2 separate regions of the Mus musculus genome follow, and region 1 is linked to region 2. The links are chromatin contacts, called in public HiChIP or PLAC-seq maps. All regions are on one chromosome and are shown on one strand. The core of a region is the stretch at or near the end of the contact, and the rest is flanking DNA. Distances in the headings are between cores, read along the strand shown. Region 1 has its middle 8.8 kb from the start of Gm30941. Region 2 holds the start of Grhl3 (grainyhead like transcription factor 3).

The links. HiChIP or PLAC-seq counts read pairs in DNA pulled down with a chosen protein or histone mark.
Region 1: a FOXA1 HiChIP or PLAC-seq map of pancreatic cancer cells shows a contact between it and region 2. The contact joins the enhancer-like site here to the promoter of Grhl3 in region 2. A contact is called at or near these places in 14 of 39 promoter capture datasets (the 3T3-L1 cell line, 3T3-L1-derived adipocytes, the SN4741 cell line and 10 more), 15 of 484 Hi-C or Micro-C datasets (Sertoli cells, bone marrow-derived dendritic cells, cardiomyocytes and 9 more), 17 of 115 datasets of contacts at active chromatin or transcription factors (SST interneurons, T-cell acute lymphoblastic leukemia, cardiomyocytes and 10 more) and 5 of 9 other capture datasets (adipose tissue, embryonic stem cells, liver and 2 more).

Annotation. Positions count from the first base shown.
Region 1 is chr4:135,643,254-135,647,181 of GRCm38.p6, reverse strand. No RefSeq gene overlaps it. Among named protein-coding and RNA genes, the nearest start is that of Gm30941, 8.8 kb to the left of the region's middle. Within about 2 kb of position 2,036, at least 24 of the 459 cell types and tissues checked have an H3K27ac peak or open chromatin away from gene starts, as enhancers often do. A contact at or near this core is called in epidermal suprabasal cells, fetal liver, palatal mesenchyme and 2 more, where this site is marked.
Region 2 is chr4:135,571,163-135,574,893 of GRCm38.p6, reverse strand. It overlaps Grhl3 (grainyhead like transcription factor 3), which reads left to right and starts at 1,262. Exons shown (of 16, transcript NM_001013756.2): 1 at 1,262-1,486. The coding sequence starts at 1,470. Gm30888 (a long non-coding RNA gene) reads right to left here and starts at 1,314. Exons shown (of 3, transcript XR_390832.2): 1 at 1,246-1,314.

The sequences.
Region 1 (3,928 bases), core at 787-3,286, 72 kb before region 2:
AAACTGGGGTCCTTTGCAAGAGCAATATGAACTCTTAACCACAGAGTCATCTCCCCAGGCCCTCATTTTTCCTTTCATCGAATAATTACTAAGTCAGGCTTCCTGCCATCTTAGGTCCTCAAGACACCCCTGGGACACCCCACTTTACAGATGAACAGTGGTGGCTCAGAGAGGGGACCAGCTTTCCCCCCATCTCTGCCACACAGTTTTTCTCAGACGAAGCCTGGAGTAGATCGGAGTAGATCGGTGTCTGCACTGCTATGCGCCTTTGATATTCATGGGAGAAGAGGTGAAAGGGCCGAGCAGAGCTCAACAGGGAACAAGGGCGCACAGAGATGACCCTGGGTCCCAGTAAATGGATTCAGCCTGCTTTCAATAAGTACAGCAGTAAAAGGGTTCTTTCTCACCCTGCGTTTTTGACAATGTGTTTTGAGTGTATGCTGATTTTTTTTAAAGAATAATAAATGTTATTTGAGAGGAATAAAAGAGTCTTCTCCAACTATCTACCCCAGAAACAATGTGGCAAGGGACTTCCTTTAGCTGCCATGGAAACCTCTGGGGTGGTCTCTATCTATGGGGTGGTCTAATAGTCTCTGTCTATGTCTGAAGCCCAGGCAGGATGCCTATGTGCCTGTGTGTGACTGAAGTGTTGGCTTCCAGGCTGCTCTGTTTCCAGTTACTTCTTATGCCTGAAACCCACAGGTTCCTCGGCTCACACCCATCCCTAGTTGACACAGTTGTTCCTCATATCTGGGTGTGGGGCTAAAGCTCTAGTTGATGGAAGTCAGAGGTACCATGAAACATCTTTCAGTGCCTCGGACAATCCCATCAATGGATTTTTCCAGGCCAATGAATGTGTCACCAGTATCAAGGCTGAGAAGCTTTGTAAGGATAACAAACTCATCCCACATTAACATACAAACACATTTTATACAGCAGTGTCCTGGTTAGCCTTCAGTATGTACTTGACACAGCCCAGAGTCATCTGAGAGGAGAAGCCTCAAGTGAGGAATTGCCTCAGTCAGACTGGCCTGTGGGCATGTCTGTGGGGGGACTGTCTAATTAGGAATTGATGCAGGAGGGCCAAGCCCACCGTGGGCGGCACTATCCCTAGGCAGGTGTACCTTGACCTCTGAAAAGTCAGTCAAGCGTGAGTGAGGCAGCAAGCAGCATTCCTCCATGCTGTCTGCTTCAGGAACCTGCCATTCCCCTCTGTGATGGGTTATAGTCTGGCAGCAGGAGACAAATCAACCCTTTCCTCCTTTTCCGGTGACGTGTTTTATCACAGCGACAAAAAGCAAACTAGAATAGACACCATGCTTTCCAAATAAGTGAGAGCAACTCAAGGTGGCTGGATTCCCCGAGCACAGCTGGAGCCTCTGCGTTTCCTCTATTGCAACAGTCTGGAAAACTCCACCGTGTGGTGAGGCGCAAAGGATAGTGGCAAGGACAAACAACACTGGGGTGTGACTATGGCTTCCTGAATCTCTCCAAGGGTCTTTGAGAGGCCTGAGGGTTCGGAGCCTACTTTCTGAGAATTTCAGGGATGCTGCCAGAAAGATACGTCCAAGCAGCAGGCAACATGAAATGACCAGGAATACCTATCTGTCTTTTCTGTGGTCCCTGGGGTGCAGGATAGATGGGTGAATGCCAGCTGCAGTAGGCAGCCTGGCCCAGCCTCCGGAATCTTTCCTCGCCCTCCTCCCCACATTCTTCTGTAAGCTTGGCCGTGCTGATCTTTTCTGGGAATGATCTCATGTTTCACTAAAGGCAGACAAGTAGCCAGGATGATGGAAATAAAAGAGTGTAGGGGTAGGGGAGAGGGAGGAAGGGGTGCTTGCTTTCCACTGCCTTGGGGTCCCGTGGGTGAGGGTGTGTGGGGAGGGCCCACGCCTCAGCCTTGCCCCTGAGCCCAGCCCTAGGAACGGTGATCAAAGTGGCCCGCCTGCCTGAGTCACCCACTGGAGTTTCGCAGGATACGATAGCCTAATCTCTGACACGGAAAGCTGGAGGCCCGGCTTTTGAGGCCCCACAAGGAGGCTGGGAATAGATAGGGCAGGGTGTCTTCATGTTCAGGAGGCCTAGCTGCCTCTCCCCTCCTCCCACCTCTCTTGTCTCCAGGTTCTCAGCTTGAGGGGTGGGAGGAAGACAGTGGGTCCTAACTGTCATGCTTTTGGAGGCTGAGAAAACAAGCCTGGAGAGCATTGACACAGCACCGACTGTATACAGCTCTGGGCTGATTCATTTCCGCACCTGCTGCGTTTAAACATCACAATGACTTTGCTTTGGGAATTGCGTATTCTTTCTCCGTTTTAGCTGCTGGGGTGGAGGGTTAAGTGCATAGGACACTTTATTATAAGCAGGGGACCTTCAGAGGTGAGATGCCAGCGAGGCTAGTCAGGAACCAAAGCCCGGATTCCTTACCTCTGCCCTGCAAATACTCAGGCAGGTGACTTCCGTTCCCAGGCACCCAGGCATCTCACAGGGACAGGGGAGGAGGGGTGAACCCCATCTCCCTGCAGATACTTGAGATGTAAGAAGATAAGCAGGCATCCTGCCTTCCTTCGGGCTCTGTAGTGGGCTTGGCAGGGAGATGCTTCTGTGTGGCTGTTGAGCAAGCACACGGGCAATCACAATGTGTGGTGTTAAGTGCTGTGCTGGGGGAAGTGGGGTACCAGGGAGCCAGAGGCCCCAGGGCTCTGAAGGAGAGAAAGACTTCCTAGAGAAGGCGATACACCCACATGAGACATGAAGTGGGCTCTAATGGAGGAGTGGGTTGGGAAGAGGAGGAGAAGTGAGGAAGAATGTAGGAGGAGGAGAGAAAAGGGAGGAGGGAGAGGAAGAGGAGCAAGGGGAGGAGGGAGAGGAAGAGGAGCAAGGGGAGGAGGGAGAGGAAGAGGAGCAAGGGGAGGAGGGAGAGGAAGAGGAGCAAGGGGAGGAGGGAGAGAAGGAGGAACACCTTTAGTGGCTGGAGGGGCAACACTTTAGGACCTGTAGCCACTTTTACAGGAGTTACTAGTGTGTGTGTGTGTGTGTGTGTGTGTGTGTGTTTATGTCCTGCCAGAGGCAATTTGGGGTTTCTACCCTGAGTCCTTCTCATGCCCACACAACTGCCTTCTGTTGATACTATCACTAGCTGGTCACTGAGATGACTGTCAGAGGAGCTACAGCTAGGGGAACAGCCCAGGGGCTGTCACAGGAGACTAGACTTCATGGGAGTATGATCTCAGGGCCTCACACAAGTTAGGCAGAGCTCGACCACTGAGCTGTCATTCAGCCTTTAGCTTGGAAAAGAATGATCCTTGTTTTATTACTGTTTTCTAATTCAGCGGTGTGTGTGTGTATGTGTGTGTGTGTGTCTGTTTGTGTGTGTGTGTCTGTGTGTGTGTGTGTTTACAGGTGCCATGCCCATACATGTGTAAATATGGCACAACATGTTACTTGTGTGGTCAAAGGACAGCTTGCAGGAAGGGTCCTTTCTTTCCACCATGTGGGTTCAGGAGAGCAAATTCTGGTTGTCAGTAATAGGTTTGCTCTACCGATGAGATAAGCCAATGCAAGCTGAATTAGCAGTGTAAAGGCAGGTTTACTGGGGGCAGCTGGTTCATTGATTGGGCTAGTTCACTAATCCTAAGGAATGGGGCCAGGGAGATCACCTTGTAGACAGGGAGACAGAGAGGGGGCAGAGAGAGAAAGAGACAGAGAGAGACAGAGACACAGAGAGAGAGAGACAGAGACAGAGACACACAGAGAGAGACAGAGAGACAGAGAGGCAGAGAGACAGACAGAGAGAGAGGCAGAGAGACGACAGAGACAGAGAGACAGAGAGAGAGAGTCAGAGATCTGGGGTGACTGGTAGGTCTTTTTATCCTGCAGTGCACACCCAATGCACCTGGCTGTGGCTGACAATGACAAGCAATTGCTAGGT
Region 2 (3,731 bases), core at 13-2,512:
TACCCAGGAAGAATGAGCAATGAACTGGGGGTGGAGTGGGGGGGGATGGTTGGGAGAGTGGGGGATGGGGAGAGTGGGCATGGGGGCGGGGCTGAGGGTATTGGTAAAAGAGTAAGCATGAGATTCCAAGATTCGCAGCTTAGATCTCTTTTCCTATGAACCCCATGGAAGCTCTCTGTTTCTGCTGGTACTTGTGGGCATTTGGGGATGACCACCCTAGGTTGTTCATAGCCCATCCCCCACCATCCCCTCGCCTAAGAGGCATCTCCTGAGTGCCTAGCACAGAGCACTTACAGTGTACTGGCCAGCTAAGACTCCTGAGGCAACCACCTTCAACTTTTCCATCCTTTCTGGGCTGGCCAGAGGCATGTGGTCTGCCCACATCCCGTTCAGATTGGCATCGCACAAGATGAAAGGCTGCCCTGCCCTAATTCCCTGATTCCCCACCCCATCTCTCTCTCTCTCTCTCTCTCTCTCTCTCTCTCTCTCTCACACACACACACACACACACACACACACTCATGCACATTGGGGGAGGGGGGGCTCCTCCTGAATAGAAACCAGCATTTTCTTTCCCCGCTATTGCCCCAGAACCCAGAGCGAGGAGACCTTGCACACTCGGTACTTAGTAAATGTCCCCTGTCAACTGAGGCCACCAACTTCAACTCAAGGAGTAGCTAGTCTCCCAGATGACTGAACGGGTCTCTGACACTGGCTCTCACCCTTAGGCAAGGCACCCTGCCTCTCCAACCTACATTTCCTCGATCACCTGTAGAGGGCATGGGGTTGGTTGGGGTGGAAGGGAGAGTTGACAGAAAGTCCTTCCTAGCTGGTTACTGGGAGAATAGGAAGAAATCACTTAGCTAACAAGACTAGAACCTGTGGTGTTTGTTACCCGAAGGGGAAAGTTCTGGAGAAAAGAGAGGGGACTCACAGAGAGCTACCTGCTCTCTTCCGTGAAATTTTCCGGGTAGAGAAGGTGACTATAAAGAGATATGGTGTCTGTGGGGAGATGTTTGTGGGATCCAGGATCCGAGCGATGAGATGGACAGAGATTTCCCTTTGAGCCAAGTACCTGTCTGTATTTTTCCTCTAGTTCTCCCGTTCCTTCCCAACGTTTGTCTCCTCCCTTTTCCCTCGTCTCCACCCCCTCACCCCCTCAGCTAAGAAGGAATTGGCCGGCTCCACCCAGTCAGCCCCCCGGAGCTCCGCCCCTGCTGGTGGGCCAAAAGTTAACATCTGCACCTGCTGTGGTCTAGCTGCAGTCGGCACCTGTGCTTCCAGCCAATCAGCGCCACCGCAGCCGGGGACCGCTGTCAGCAAAATCTCAACATCCAAAGCGCAACGTAGAGCAAACGCTTCCCCGGGCAGGAAGGGAATGTCTGTGTCAGAGGAGAATTAAGAGACGAGTGGTCAGCAGCGCCTGCGAGCCAACCAGAGACGGATCGCTGGAACCTCGGAGAAGGAAGATGTCGAATGAACTTGAGTGAGTAAAGCCACGGATGTCTGGCCTCCCGGCCTCCCCAGCACACCGAGGCTGGCTGGGATTCCCTGCAGAGGGAAGAGCAAGGGAGGCCGGGCGCCCGGATTCACACGGCAATTTGTAAGGGTGAATGAATGGGCTGACGATCCTGCCTTAGCGTGTTGAGGCACGTTCAGCTCTCTATCTAGAGCTGACTGTTTCCCTGGGAAAATAGTTTTTCTTTCTCTCTGTGCTGAGCAGTTTCGAGGAAGGCAAACACCCGGGCTGCCTGAAACCGTGAATCTTGGCATCGCTTTTTGATACTCTGGAGGTGCCTTGGAAATCAGAGACACTCCCGCCCCAGGGAAGCTTTCTCTCCTCTTGCCAAAGGGAACGTCTTGGAGGTGGTTCTCAGAGCTGTCTTATGCAAAGAGTTGAGTTTCTCTAAAGGTCCTTTATGTTGAGTTGGAACAGTCCCAAGCGATCTGGCTACTATAGTGTAATGGCTGTATACATGGGCTCTGTAGTGGCTTTCCTTAGGTTCAAACCCAGGCTCCGTCTCTCCTCCGCTGTTCATTCTTAAAAAGTCGTTGGACTTATCTGAGCTTCATTTTCCTGATTTGGAAATTTGGAACAAGAGAACTTTGTAGAGTTCTTAGGTGTGCTGAAAGCTGTAAAAATGCTTACCAAAGAGAAAGGGGTCTGAAGTTGCGTTCAATAAATTGTGGTCAGTTTTATCCAGAGGCAGTGCTAACGCTGGGGAAGCCGAGGACTAGATTTTGGTGAGGTCATCTGTGTTGTCTGGCGAGAGGCAGGTGCATTCCTGCCCACATCTGGGATCTAGAATCCCTTGACTGGCTGACGCTGACCTCACTCTCAGCCTCAGTATCAGGTACAGATGTTGGAGAAGACAGAAGTCGAGGGTGTGAGTCGCTTTAAGTTGTGGGCAAGGAGCTAGCAGGAAAGAAACAGACTTCCCCTTTCTCCCCTCTTTAGCAGTGACCCTCTTGTTGTTTCCTCCCCTTCTCTGTCTCTCTCTTTGGAGCTTTTCCTCAGCAGGTTAAGAACTCAAACGCTTGCAGGCAGAATTGATGGGTCCTAACTGCAGACAGGAACCCATGTACCGGCTAGCTCTGGGGTGTGTCCGGCTTGAACAGCCACATCTACTGTCCAACCACTATGGTTACAAGCATCAGGTTTCTTTTTTAATAGATTCTCAGGACACTGTTTTGACAGTTGAACCCCAATTAAAGTAAAAATAGAAACACAGTGTTAGGGCCCAGATTCAAGCCCCAACCCCTGAACTTATTATCTGAGTGACCCAAGCCTGCATCTCCTGGACTGTGCGTGCTGTGACCAAGTGGCAGTCCTTACAGGGTTCAGTTTTATGACAGTGATTGATTTAAAGCCTGTTAGGGAACATGCTAATAATGCCTTTCTCCCTTTGTGGAGACATTAATAATTGGGCATTTCTGAAGCTTTCTTGCTTTTTATTTTTCTATGCTTTACACACACACACACACACACACACACACACACACACACACACTTGAGACACACGTCTCCAGCACACTCACGCATGCCAATTACAGCTGCCTGCGGAGGCTGCAGAGAGAATCTTTTCAGGTTTCTCCTCAGGGGCTATGGAGAAGCTGGCTTACGGAACAGGTTTTCTGCTAGTGTCCTGAATGGTTTGGGTTGGAAGTCGGATGGGCTGACAGAAGAGGCTTCTCCGTTCAGGAAAGCCTGTGCCTGCTGAGTAATGCAGGTCAACTTTGAAGCTACCATTGGAGATTACAGTGATTGACCTGGGGGCTCAGCCACTCTGAGAACTGGGGAGTCTGAGGTTGCCTGTGAGTGTGTGTGTGTGTGTGTGTGTGTGTGTGTGTGTGTGTGTGAGAGAGAGAGAGAGAGAGAGAGAGAGAGAGAGAGAGAACATGTTGTGGGCATGCTTGAGTGTGTGTGCACACACACGTATATGTGTATGGGTGTGTCTGTGTGTGTTCGAGTGTGTTGTAAGTGCCTGTGGAGTCATAGGTTTGAGAGGTCCTGATGCCAACAAGTGCCTGTGAGTGTGTGTGTGTGGATGTGTGTTTTAAGCTGCTGCTGCTGCTGCTGCTGCTGTTGTGGCCTTGTTCTTACTGTGACCTTGGCTGGAATATCCTACTAGGACAAGCAGACATCTCCAGCCCTCAGAGAATAAACAACTTGTCAGCCCTGGGGCATTAGTGAAAAGTCAGGTCCGCATCTGCTTCAAATCAAACTGAGT